Regions from separate parts of the Gossypium arboreum genome. Here region 2 is linked to region 1. A link is a contact called in public Hi-C data. All regions are on one chromosome and are shown on one strand. The core of a region is the stretch at or near the end of the contact, and the rest is flanking DNA. Distances in the headings are between cores, read along the strand shown. Region 1 holds the start of LOC108467617 (rhodanese-like domain-containing protein 4, chloroplastic). Region 2 holds the start of LOC108467975 (abscisic acid receptor PYL9-like).

Region 1 (6,863 bases), core at 2,822-5,321:
TTCTATAAGTTGCTTGAAAGCTATCATTTGGTGTTTTCTTTCCTAAGTTTTCTAAATAAAATTATTTACCAAAATATTATTTTTTAATAATGTTGACATAACGACCGTGTAGTAATTTGTGTATATGAAACTATTTGTTTTATATATCAAGTTAACAAATAATTTAAAAATTATAAAATATTCAAGAAAATAAAAATTCAAAATTCACAAAAATTATAAAAGTTCAAAATAATAACGAGTACATGTGGACTAACATATTTAATAATTTAACATTTTAGTTAGTATTTCAATTAAAAAACACAACTCTGATCAAATTTATCTTAAAACAAAGGACAAATGAACAAAAATATATAAATGTTGAAGGCTAAAATTTACAGGTTTTCTATTATGAAGATGAAGGTAGCTTGTTAAATGAGCATATGTTCATTTACATGATGAATTCATGAAGTAGTATTTTAGTAAAGTTTTACATGATTGAACTCGGAATTTAACACTATCGAGTCCAAGTTTGAGATTCCAACTTCTACCATCTACGATATTTTACTTGAATCTTCAAAATCAATGTAATTAAAGCAAGTATCTTTTCACATCTGATCTACAAAAGACAATGCCTTGACACCTTCACATGCTTGCATCGTATTATTCGTTCAAATGTTGACTCAAAATGCTAAAAAGGGTTCTTTCAAAATTATAAAATAAGATCTATAATATAACTAGTAAGTACAAAAAAGCCAAATGAATTAACACAGATGATTGCAGCAGACTTTTGGGAGATTCTCATTTTTCGATACAATCGTTGCATAAGCTCGAAAACCATCTAACAGGAGGGTAGATTACACAACTTACTTGATAGCTTTAAAGTTTCCCGACCAACCAATTGCTTCGCTGGCCGAAGAAACTGACACAGTGTAATGAAACCATGAAACTAGGGCTGTGATGGAGTAGGAGATGTTGGTGGCTTCAAATCTGGATACTGCAACCATAAAGGAAGGAAACAATGCCAAATGTAAGCATTTTTTTCCTTTGTGCATGAAACTGTAGAAAAGGGGAAAAAGAAACAACAGGTTCTAGTACTTTATAAAATACTATAAGATGAAACAAGGAATTCATGGAGTAATAAAAGTGAGACATTACCGAAGGATATGGTGAAAGTGGTTTAAGATATCCGGAGTTTCCATCTGTTTTGGGAACTGAATTAATTAGAGAAGGGGTTTCTGCTGCTGCTTCGACTTTTGGCTCCGGTTTTGCCTCTGGAGATGAATGAATAGCTTTGCTAGTGGCGGGCTGTGATGGAGTAGGCGATGTTGGAGGCTTCAAATCTGGATACTGCCACCATAAATAATGGAAACATAGGCATTTTTCAATTTCTAATACAAGCACATACAGCATATGGAGTGATAAAAAGTGACATTACAGAAGCATAGGGTGAAAGTGGTCTTGAAAATCCAGTGATTCCAACTGCCTTGGGTACTGTTTCGGGAACTGAATTTGTTTGAGGAGGGGCTTCTGCCACTGCTTCGACTTTGGGTTCAGGTTTTGCCTCCGTAGGTGCAGGAAGAGCCTTGCTAGTGGTAGTTGTTGGTAAAAGGGCTGCTCCAATTTGCTGAGTTCACAGGCAAATTCAAAAAATAGAGAAATTAGTCATGCAAGATAAAAATAGCATACAAATAATAACCAAGGTCTATATCAAGGTTGGATACCTTTACATCATCGACAAGTTCCGTAGGAGCCACCTTCGTGTTTAAGAATTCATCAACTTGTTTAAGTGTTTGCTTTCGGTTCTGTTACAAATAGCAGAGTAGAAAGTCAAACCATTATGTTTTGGCCTTACGGAACTAGAGACATAAGTTAAGTGACACATTCCATATTTGTTCATAACCATATCCTTTTGTATGAGCTTAAGCATTTAGAACAAACAGTCACTGGATGAGTGTACTGTTGCTTATTGGACCATGCAATGCTCATTTACTTTACTCATCTTGCACTAACTTTCTACACAGAGCTTAGGATTTTAGGACATTTGATTATCCAATTTAATATAAAGTGGAGACTTACCTCTGCATACAGGAATTTCTTGCTTACAAGCTGCACAATAGCAGCTGAGCCTAAAAGTTGAAGGATCGTTTCTATCTGCAGAAGATATGGCAAACCCACAATTTGAGTTGTTTCGAGGTGTGTGTATATATATATAATCAGAGGTACTGTACTAAAAGGACTCAAAAACCTAACCTCTGAAAAAGCCAAAAGGCCTAACCCTGCAGCTGCAGCAATCCCTACAGTAACAGAAAGGCCATCTGATCCCCCCTGCAGATTATCACAACCATTTATCATATAGAAGAAAACTAATAAGAAAGGCTGAAGAACTTTCCAACAAAATCAATTCAAGATATAGAAAAGTCTCTCTATGACATCAAAATCTTAGAAGTGAATAAGCAATTAGGAGATGAAGATAGGTACTCCGAAGGCCTCGGCGAACGCTTCTGTCAAATTGCTAAGGTCAAGACCTTTCTTTGGTTGTATCCAGGGAAGACCACTGTTCTGCAAAATTGAAACCAGTCTCAAAAGATGCAATTGCTAAATTTAGAAAAAATGGAGAAAGAAACAAAAAAAATTGATTTAGAACAGCACATACCACCCATCCCCGTGGTCCTTCAGCACCATCTTTGACTGCATAAGCAGCTTTGAATCCATTTGCAGTGACCAACTCCGCAACCAGTTCAGAATTCCCATCAAATCTGGCTTTCAACACAAATTTAAAGCAATATTAGAAGATGAATCAAATGAAAGTTCTAGTTTCATCTTCCCTACAAACAAAATGCATATAGTTACAAATAAAATATTTGTCAGCCAATGCTTACATATGTTTAAAGACACATTTTAACAGTTAAGAACGTATAGACTATCAATTTAGAAACCTTCAACCCTTGGAACAAAATGCAGTTAATTTATGGGTTAGGAACTCAGGATCAATTAAGAAAGAGGTAATGGCCATATTCTATTGTGTAGCTTAAGGCCAATGAGCCTCCATATAGGCATATTCAGTTCTACATTCTTCCTCCACAACCAACACACAAACCATTTAATCTCAGATACAGTGATACAATCATCATTAAGAGTGGATAAGGTTTCATAGACAATGCTGGGAATTCATATATGAACAAATATATACGAGGCATAGGGTTTTAAGAAGCTTACTTGTCCATAATGAATAAGGTAGTATTTTCAGGTTCCTTGAATTTCAAAGACAGTTTTGTCAAGAACACTGGTTTATCTTCACCATTGTAGGCAATTGACACCGGTTTCTTCCTAAATCCCTTAATGTCAGGGCTACCAACATCTCTAGACTCCTTGAGAGGCCTTATGTCCAGCAACTGAGCAGTGGCATCGTCACCTAGCTTGGCGTAAGCACTCCTTGCAGATTCAACTCCCCATGGCTTTGGATTCTTTAACAGCTGAGACAAAATCAAAGGAACTGCTAAAGCAACGGTGCCACCAGCTACAACCGTGGGATTCTCAGTTGCAAAACTGACGACGGTATCAAGGATCCCATTTGGGTCAAAATCAACAGACGAGGAGGATCCCGTCGTCTGCTGTAGGGCTTCCTCGTATGACAAGGCTTTAGCGAATCCATTGGGGAGAAGTGATGACAGTAGCAGTAAACCACCATGCAAGGTTCTTGACAAACACTGGTGCAAAGCTGGTTGGGTCTTAATAAAAGCTGGGGAGTTGGGTAGTTTGAGTGGTGAAGCAATGGGGAGCAATGGTGCTTTTCTGGCCTCGGTTCTTGTCTCAGAAAGAACCGAGAGAGGTGTCAAACTTGGAGTTGCTGCATTGAGGGTCCTCATTTGCATAATTTTTATGCAAAGAGATGGGTGTCAAATGTATGATGGAAAGGCTTGAACCATCAACAATGGAGGATTTTTGTTGGAATTGATTGGATGACAACAAGGCTCAGAGACCCTTAGCTTTGGAAGGTGCACTTTGAATGATGAAATGGTGGTGAGGTGGAATGAGTTATGAGATCTCTGCCAGTCATTGCATGACACGTTGGAAGTGAGATGAGAGGCTTTTTGATCATGTCTTTAGGACTGTTCCTCATCTCAACTCATTTGTGTGGCTAATAATTGTCTGCACAAATTCAATAGTGCATCTAAACTATAGTACCTTCCTTTTAATACAGCAAAAACGTTACACTACATTATCTTTTAATTTACCATTTAATTTGGTATTTTAGTTTGAATTTTTTTATTGTAATATACGATTTTTATATTTGACAAAATTATATATATTTAGGTACATGAAAGTATCAATATTAATTTTTAATTTTTAATTCAAGTTTTGGAATTGATTTTATAAAATTATTAGCTAATAATATTAGCAATTAACTTTCATCATATCAACCCTAAACCTGAATTAATTCACATTAATTAGATTATATTTGACAAATTAAATGGAAAATTAAATAAATTCACAATTAACACTACATTTATTCTATTAACAAAATCATAAAAATTCAAACATAATACTATTAGCAATTAACTTTCATTAAATGAATCCTAAAATCCAAATAAAAAGTTAGCATTGTAATCTTTGGGTATAAAAAATATAACTTTTGTCAAATATAGATATCAAATTAGACCAAAAAACAACCCAGGTACCACATTAAAAAAATATATCAAATTCAAGTACCAAATGATATATTAAACCTTAGAAAAAGAGATAAAGTCATTATTTTGATAATTTTCCTCTACTTAGTCTTTGAATTATTTTCGTTAATCCTCAAACTTAACAACTTTTTCAGTTTTATTCATTTGAGACATTTGATATTGTATCATCATATTATCGCTTAAAAATTATAATTTTATAAAATATTTAAATGATGATGTGATGCAATATTAGAGTGTCGTATCATTACATAAATCAAAATTAAAAAAAAAAAACATTGTCAGTTAAAGCTAAATTTTTTTTTCAGATGCTAAATCTTACCTAAGTTAAAAGTGCTAACAAAAGTTTAGGGTGTGAAACATGACACTCAACTTGGACCAAGTCTATCAAATTTTGCTCATGAATTAAGATGGGGATCTTGCGCTACCATCATGTGAGCTTGCGCCAAGCCTGGGCTTGCTTCCTCCGATCAAGCTTTTGCATCAACAATGTTATATATATATAGTATTTTAATTTATCGTTTAGGGTTTTTCAATATATTTTTCTTCTATATAAGATTATACCATATTTTAGTATATCATTTCGATTTTATTTGTAAAACACGACAATACTGGTCTCTTTGATTTCATTTGCTTTTTCGCAAGAATGGCATACTCCTATACTTTAAATTGATAGCCCTCCAGAACCATTTAACATTATTTATAGCGTGTCCCGCAATCATATTGCTTTTGTAAGGAAATATAACCTAACTATACATATTATACCTTCATATTGGAGGGAATCATTTCAGAAAATAAAAACAAGCGAGGAAGAGGATTTGATTGGTGTTGTTTTCCGCCCAAGATAGCGGCAGTAAATGGGGGACCACGATGATTCACAGCGGCAATGGATGAAAGGAAGAAAAAGGTTAAAGGGGTAAAAGAGAGGTTCTTTTTTGTGGCATTATTGGCCGTAGTGGACCATCGACGGCGGCTGAAAGAGCAGCGGTCTCTAAGGTTTCTTGGGAAGGGAAAAAAAAGGCTAAATTAGGCAAAAATGTCAATTTTAAAAATTAATTAAGTGATTAGGCCAATTTGTAACATATTTACCAGAATAGGCCAGTCTTGGAGAAAGGGGGAAATACGTCCAACTGGATGCTTTTTCACCCAACGGTAACCTCCCCCAACGGTCCAATTGCCAATGACCATAAAAAACGACTAGTTTTTATTTCTATATAAACCCAAATATTTTCCTCATGTTTTCATTCAAATCCATTTCTGTCAATTCTCTTAATTCTCTCAAATCTTTCAAGAATTTAATTCTAAAATTTTAATTAAAATTCTCTTAAGTTCTTGATTTAATTCTGTTTTTTATTCATTTTAATTTAGTTTTGGAATGACAAATACTCTTATTCGTTTCGATGAAAACCACATTTTCGCGATTCAACTGTAAATGGTAAGAAAATATTTTTAATTTTTATAATTTTATTTAAGTTCATTATTAAGTTTTTAAAAAGATTAAATTTTATTTATTTTTTGTATTTTTTATAATCACGCCGAAGATTTTATTTTGGAGACGTATATGCAAAATCTATCTACAAGATTGTCGCATATGATTGAACCCTATTTGGAAGTTGTGGGATTCTTGCACGTGTCTCGTATGTGAGATTTTGACAAGTTATTCTGATAAATTGAAAGTTTTAACATAAGCTTATATGCCTATTTGAATTGGATGAATGGTCTGAAAGTTTCTTAGATCTTTATTGTGGTGGTGCCAATGTGGCATATTGGTTAGGTATTTAGGGAGGAGTTACAAGTTGTATTTTTGGCATGGAAAGTGTATGTTTGAACAAGTATTTGTGTTGGCTAAATGTGCATTTTAGGTCCCTTTGAATAGGTTAATTGAGCTATGCATGTAGTGACTTATTTTTGCACCACACAGTTTGAGACACGGCCATGTGTCACACACAGGCTAGTGACACGGTCGTGTGCTCTTTAGAAATTAAGAAGTATATGTATCACACGGTTTCAGTCTGTCACATGGCCGTGTGATTTTTTATCAAATTTGAAATTTGATCCACACGTGTTTAGTGAGTTACACAACCTGGACACACAACCATGTGACCCCTATGTTGCATAATTTCCTTTATCTTTTTAAAATATTACGATTTGATCCCTATGTGTTTTCGGGCCAATTTTTGAGCTTTCGTAAGCTTATTT
Region 2 (6,863 bases), core at 1,634-4,133, 140 kb after region 1:
TTTTAAACATGATATTATAAAGTAACAAATATGTATTTAAATAATGTTCAAATTAGTTAATATTATGATATTTTAGTAAAATTATAAAAAATAATTTATTATAACTTATTGTTAATATTTTAATATATAATATTAATTTTAAATATTTCTAAGTAATTAATGTTAGTTATTTATTAAATTTAATTAGAATATATAAACTATATTTAAATATTTAAATATAATAATTAAATATTTGTAATTAGATATTGACACAATTGTATTATTTTAAAAATATTTTTATTTTTAATTAGTGCTTTTAACACATTTGTAAAACTCATATTAAATAACCAAAAAAGCGAACACAAAATAATAGCATCAAACACATTTTAAGTCAAAAAGTAAGGTTAAAAAGGTAATATAATAGCCAAAAGTGCTTTTTGGCTGAAAAAGTTAAAATTTACTGCTTTTTCATCTCTAAAAAAACTCATCTCAAAAGTTAAAAAAATTGCCCCAATGATATGTGTTCTTCATTGCTTTTAAGAAAAAAACACTTTTTTTTAAAAAAAATTCATCCCAAAAGCAATGGAGAACACACCCTTAGTGGCCTTATGTTAGTGTTTACATTCCGATACTTAAGTGAGTAAAAAGATCCGTCCTTTGATCTTCTTCCTCCATTACAAATCCTCTTGGAAACAATTACATTGAATACACAGGTATGGAAAAGGGTACAACCCGGATTAAGACGAAACGCGAAGTTCGTTAGCCACTCATATTCATTTATAGAAAGCACAAGAAAACATTTTAATGGAACCAACCAATGACATTGTTACAGCTTCAAAACTAGAATCGTTACATCCTTACAAGTTTCCAGGATATGAAATGATAATTATTATGTTCTACCAACTTTCTATGACGTGCTCTCACTCTTGCAACTTCCATTCTCACGTGTTTGAAGTTGATTTGTTGCAGAAAATGCAAAAGACTTTCCAGTTTCCACCAAGGTAGGTCTTTTACTTTAAACAAAGATCATCACAAGATGTTTTTGATCAGTTAACGTGCAGTGCAACATTATGACTCAGAAAAAGCTAATCTTGGTGCATTTCCATGGTGTACCGACATTTTTCTGCACTCAAATTAATAGGCTGAGAACTCTACTCAACAAATATCTACTTTTTAAGTTTCCAAAAATGAAAACTAGCAGCAATACCAAAAATGATCCCAACAAGAGACCACTTAAAATAGACACCATCATAAAACATAACTGTACTTCAAATGGTTTCTCCAAATTCATCCTGCTGGGCCTGGCTGCTGCTTCAAATATGGGAAATGGAATTAAAATTCTCCCATCTCTTCTTAATATTAAATATTTACAAATAAGACCGTAGTTTTGGAGGCTTGTAATGAATTCGGATATCTCATAGATAAACTACTTACACAAGCATTTAAACTAAGAACCAAAAGGTGTTAAAAGAGTGTTCCATAACAAAGTGAAAGATGATCATATATCACAAACTCCAAAGATTGTCTTTTTCTTTTTGGTCATCACAATTCCACCTTTTTCAGTTAGTATCGGTTGATAGGCTGTGTCTGATCCATCACAGCCATCCTCTCTGAAACATCGGCTAACGATTTCAGGTTACATCGGATCAAAGCTTCCACGAAGTAACAAGTTTCGTCCGTGGTGTTCCCTTCCGGCACATCCACGACGAACGATTCGATCACCATTGTACCTGGCCTTCCTTCAATTACCTCGGGATGCACCGTCATGATCGAAGAATAATTCTGCAGTCAACAAAATGAGTACCGTGACACAGAAAACAAGTGTTAAGGAAGAAAGAAATGTTAGTATTTTGTACCCTGAGACGGTGGTCGCCGCCGACGATTTTGATGCCTAAAATGTGTTCTTCGTCATCGAGAAGTACCAACCGTTCGGTGCTGGTGGTGGCCGGAAGTCCGGACTTGACGTTGACCTCTCTAACACTGCCGATCCCGAGGTCCCCTTTCATTATACACCTGCTGACGAAGGGCTTGTACTTTTGAGGCTGGTCAAATCGCCTTACCAATGACCATACCTATCCATGGTTAAAGAAAACAGAAACAGAACAACAAACCCATCGTTAAAATCAGACTTTTACGAACCAACGAGTTAACAGAAATTCATAATCTTGGCTAAAATAGTCTGGGTTCTTTTTTTTTTTTCTTTTTTATCCGTGAAAAAAATAGAATAAGGCAGAGATAATACATCATACTAGTAGGTTTACTTTTCTTTTTTCTTTTTTTTTTTTGGGGGGTTAAATTTCGACCAAGAACACAGATTTGATTTGATTTTGGGTAACAAACCAAAGAGAATAGATTTGGGTTTCAGCAGATCCATAGGAGAGTAGAAAGAAAAACGTGTCAACGGCCTAAACGGCGGCGAGAAAAACGAACAAAATGGGGAAAAGGGGGGAAATTATAGAGGAGTCTCAAACTGAGGAACTTACGAGATGAACAGGAGCTTTGATGTGTTTAACAAGAGCAGAGGTGCACTGGTCGTCTCTGATGTTGTGCCTGTGATGTCTCTGTATGTACTGGGATTCCATCATACTGTGAGCATCATCACCGTTCATTTCTTCTACCTTTTGTCCCAAACTGATATATAAGGATAAAAACGAGTTGTGTTGTTTGCCTCTGTAAACAAATCAGAAGGTGAAAAATTAGAGGAGAGTAGCAAGAGAGAAGAAAAGCAAGAGACTTGGTGAGGATGTTAACAAAGGGAAGGGGGCCTTACTCTTTAGCCTTTTGCTTTTGGTTTAGGTTTTAGGCATTTGGTTGGGACCAGGCTCAGCCTCTTACTTTCCGTAATTAAATTAAGGTTTTTCTCTTTTCCTTCACTTGTCTATACCCTGTTACCTCTCCATTTTTGTAAAATAGCAAATATTTTGAGATACTTTTCTTATTTTATATTTAAATACATGTTAAAAATCATAAAAATAGAAATAAAAACATAAAAGATTTATATCAATTTTAGTAAATTTATTATATAATTAATTCACGTGAATGTTCCTTAATCTAGCATCATACACAAACATTTAATATCTTTTAACGTGACAGCTATTTTCTATTTTCGTACTTGGATAGTTTCATTGATCGACATATCAAAATCTTTTAAATTAAATTAACGTGAACTCCATTTTGAGAAATAAATAAATAAATAATTCTTATTATAAAAAATATTTCACAACCATTAAAAAATTAAAGTAATTAATTAAAATTTAAATATTTAAATATTTTACTATTATAATATTAGGGTAATTTATTAAAAAAGCCCATTTCAAAAGTATTTACGAAATAGGCCAATTTTTTATTATTTACCGAAAATGTCTGAATTTCAAAGCGCTTCACGTCGGTCAAGAAATCGGGGATGTGTCAATAAAACGCAGCGTCCTTGGGGGAGCATTTTGCCTCTTTTTTTAAGGTTAGATTTTTTGTGCTTGATTTGGGGTTTTAGGGTTTAAAGTTGGGGTTTTAAGGTTAATTAAATAAGGGGTTTATGGTTAATTAATTAAATTAACTATTAATTTTAAAAAATCAATTAAATTAGGGTTTAGGGTTTTAGGATTAATTAATTAAATTAGAGTTTAAGGTTTTAAGGTTTAGGGTTTTATTTTGTTTATGGATGCACTATCAGCAAAATAACTAAAAAAAGCTTCCACGTGGACATTCTTTTGCTACAGTAGTATGTGAAAAAATAATTTTGATAAGATGTTTCTGAACAAATAGTGTCCAAAACGCTTCAAGCAGGATGCACTGTTAGCAAAATTATTGAAAAAAACTCCCACGTGGACGCTCTTTTGCTATAGTAGTATATGGAAAAATAATTTTGAGAAGACGTTTTTGAACAAATGGTGTCCAAAATGCTTCAAGCATGATGCACTGTCAGCAAAATTACTGAAAAAAGCTCACATGTGGACGCTCTTTTGCTACAGTAGTTCCTATTTGGCCTTAGACTATAAATAAGTCAAATTTCATTCTTAGGTTGTATAAGTTACAGCAAGAGAAATTGAGGCTAAAGTAGAATAGAAACTGAAGATGAGTGAACGTATTAGTGTTGTTATTTACTATGATGTGAGGTCCGTGACACGGAGAACGGCGTTGTTTTTTTATCGAAGAGCATAACACGACTGTTTTTAACCAGGACATAGATTTGACAGAACTTCGTAAAAGAATTAGGCGTAAAATCTTCGGAACGACGCCAATGAAAGTTTTGTCTATTAAGTATCGATTTTGTGCTTCGGTTGATCCCGTGAGATATGACTCATTCGACATCAAAGGTCCTCGTAGCTTGGAGGCAATAGTGCAGACTCATATTGCTAGTGAATCACCCTATCTTGAGTTATATGTACAATTTTCATCACCAAATGATGTATTTGAGACTTCAACATCTACTGTTGTTCGAAAGGAATACACGACCCATGCCTGACACTCTGTTAATGGGTGGCAAAACACGAAAGCGCCCGTGTTTGGTAGTAGTATGGAATACACAACCCCTGCATGACACTCTGTTGGTGGATGGGACATGCACCTTGGTGGGTCGATGTTTGATACTGGAAATACGTACTGGGGAATGACATCAACTTTTAGTGGTTGGCAATCCACATCTGATTGGGGATGTTATGAAACGTCCACAAGAAGGGATGATGTACTCCCTACGACATCCACCAGCTAGGGGACCTCTTTCGTTGCAAATGATGGTAGGTCAGATAATGAGTCCGATATGGATCCACCTTAATAGCTCGGCCCCGATGGTGCAGAAGTTGCATTATTTTCTGAACCGGAGTCTGTTCCAACCATACCTGAAGATGTTAAAGGGGGTTCAAATGAAGAATAAGAAGATTCGCAATTCAGGGCGTACTCGCCTCCAGCCCACATGCATAATGTCGATCTATTTCAAGATGATACTTTGGAGTTTTCAGATCTACCACACAGAAGTAATAACCATACAAGTTCGTCATTAGATTCGGTTCAATTGGAAGTTTGTAAGGAGTTTTCCAATAAGGATAGTTTTCTTGGCATATTGAAACAATATAACATCATGAACGGGGTTAACTAAAACATGGTTAAATCTAAATACGATAAGTTTGAGGCCAAGTTTGCAACGCAAGACGATACATGTTCATAGAAAATCATGGACTCATTGAGGAAAAGGACAGGCTTGTGGGAGATAAAAAAGTACAAAGGTTCACATACATGTGTTGGCAGTACAGTATCATTAAGTGTTTAGGGTTTTTAAATAATACTGTTATTACGTAATGTTGTATTATTTAACGTACTTCATTGATAGGTGTTTCACAAGATCATCCCAAGATTGATTCAGATATGTTAGCTAGCTTAATACTACCAACAGTGAAGAAGGATCTAAGGACTTCAGTGCCGGTCTTAATTGCCAATATTCATAGCCAATTGAGGTATACGCCTTCTTACCGCAAGGTTTGGATAGCTAAGTAGCAGGCGTTGGAAAAGATGCATGGTAAATGGGATGCTTCATATAAGAAAGTGTGGCAGTGGTGTCAGGTGCTGGAGAGATTTGTCCCAGGTTGCATAACAGACCTTGAAACGACACCTGCGTACTACAACGACCGATTACTCCGTGGATACCAAGTGTTCAAGCGTCTGTTCTGGAGCTTTAAGCAATGCCGGGACGCATTTCTATACTACAAGCCATTGGTACAAATTAATGGTACCTTTATGTATGGTAGATATACTCATCGATTATTTTTAGCTGTGGCACAGGATGGTAGTGGGAGAATCCTTCCAATTGCGTTTGCAATAACATCTGGGGAGTCAGCTAATGACTGGGATTTCTTTCTTTCTAGGTTAAGGAGGCATGTCTGCCCCCAACCTGATATCTACATTATATCGAATCGGGGCACTAGAATATTAGCCATAGTTGAGCGACAGGGAAGCCAATGACATCGCACACACCATCAGTATTGCCTAAGGCACGTTGCGTCTAACTACTACAGACAATATCGATCTACAACTGAACGATGGCAAGTGACCAATATGGGTATTTAATCTCTATTAATATAATTTTGTTTGTAATATTCAATTTATTCTGAATGGAAGAGTGGTATGTAATTTTCACTATCAACTTATATTGGCAGGGTATGAGATAAGTAAGGACCGATTTCATGAGATGTTAGTAGTTTTGAGTTCAGTTAACGAAGAAGGTGCAGACTACCTCTGTAACATACCTATCGAACAGTGGACATAAGCATACGACGTCGGCCTACGAGAGACTGAATGCATAAATTCTGTTATAAAAAGAACACTCATTTGCCAATAACATCGATTGTGCGAGAGATATATTTTTGTTTAGCGACGCTATTTCCAAAGCGAGCTGCGAGTTATAAAAGGCAATTACAGGGAGGCCATGCATAGTGTACGAAGGTATTGTAAGAAAGTAACAAGGCAAAGGCATGGGCCAACACCATGCACACAGTATGTCACGATCGCAACAACCTATGGTTTCGTGTGATGGAGTTTGACAGACCGAACCAATGTATTATAAATATCGTGTACACTTGAGAAATAGGACCTACGACTGTGGGACGTTGACGCACTACGTTATCCATGCGCTCATGTAATTGCAGTTTGTCAAAATCTTCATCTGAATCTCATGAGCTGTGTAGACGAAGTGTACAAAATAGAATACATGTACAACGTATGGAGACACGTATTCCTACCGATCCCAGATAAATGTAAGTGACCATCTGTATCACTTGCTTCATTTAAGCTATTACCAAATAGAGAATTACGTCGCAAACCAAAGGGTCGACCTTGCTTGACTAGAATACGTAACAATATGGATATCCGAGAAACAACAAACCAACAGAAGTTGT

Evidence for each region. A called contact is a pair of places that touch in the nucleus more often than the background predicts.
Region 2: a contact with region 1 is called in a Hi-C map of leaf, with 4 times the contacts expected there. The contact joins the promoter of LOC108467975 here to the promoter of LOC108467617 in region 1. A contact is called at or near these places in 3 of 5 Hi-C or Micro-C datasets (all in leaf).

Annotation. Positions count from the first base shown.
Region 1 is chr8:26,589,696-26,596,558 of ASM2569848v2, forward strand. LOC108467617 (rhodanese-like domain-containing protein 4, chloroplastic) reads right to left here and starts at 4,072. Exons shown (of 9, transcript XM_017768323.2): 1 at 3,196-4,072; 2 at 2,633-2,735; 3 at 2,458-2,538; 4 at 2,230-2,304; 5 at 2,056-2,130; 6 at 1,701-1,781; 7 at 1,415-1,603; 8 at 1,135-1,326; 9 at 539-1,035. The coding sequence starts at 3,851. The coding sequence ends at 961.
Region 2 is chr8:26,732,653-26,739,515 of ASM2569848v2, forward strand. It overlaps LOC108467975 (abscisic acid receptor PYL9-like), which reads right to left and starts at 2,884. Exons shown (of 4, transcript XM_017768813.2): 1 at 2,750-2,884; 2 at 2,463-2,649; 3 at 1,836-2,051; 4 at 1,289-1,761. The coding sequence starts at 2,588. The coding sequence ends at 1,543.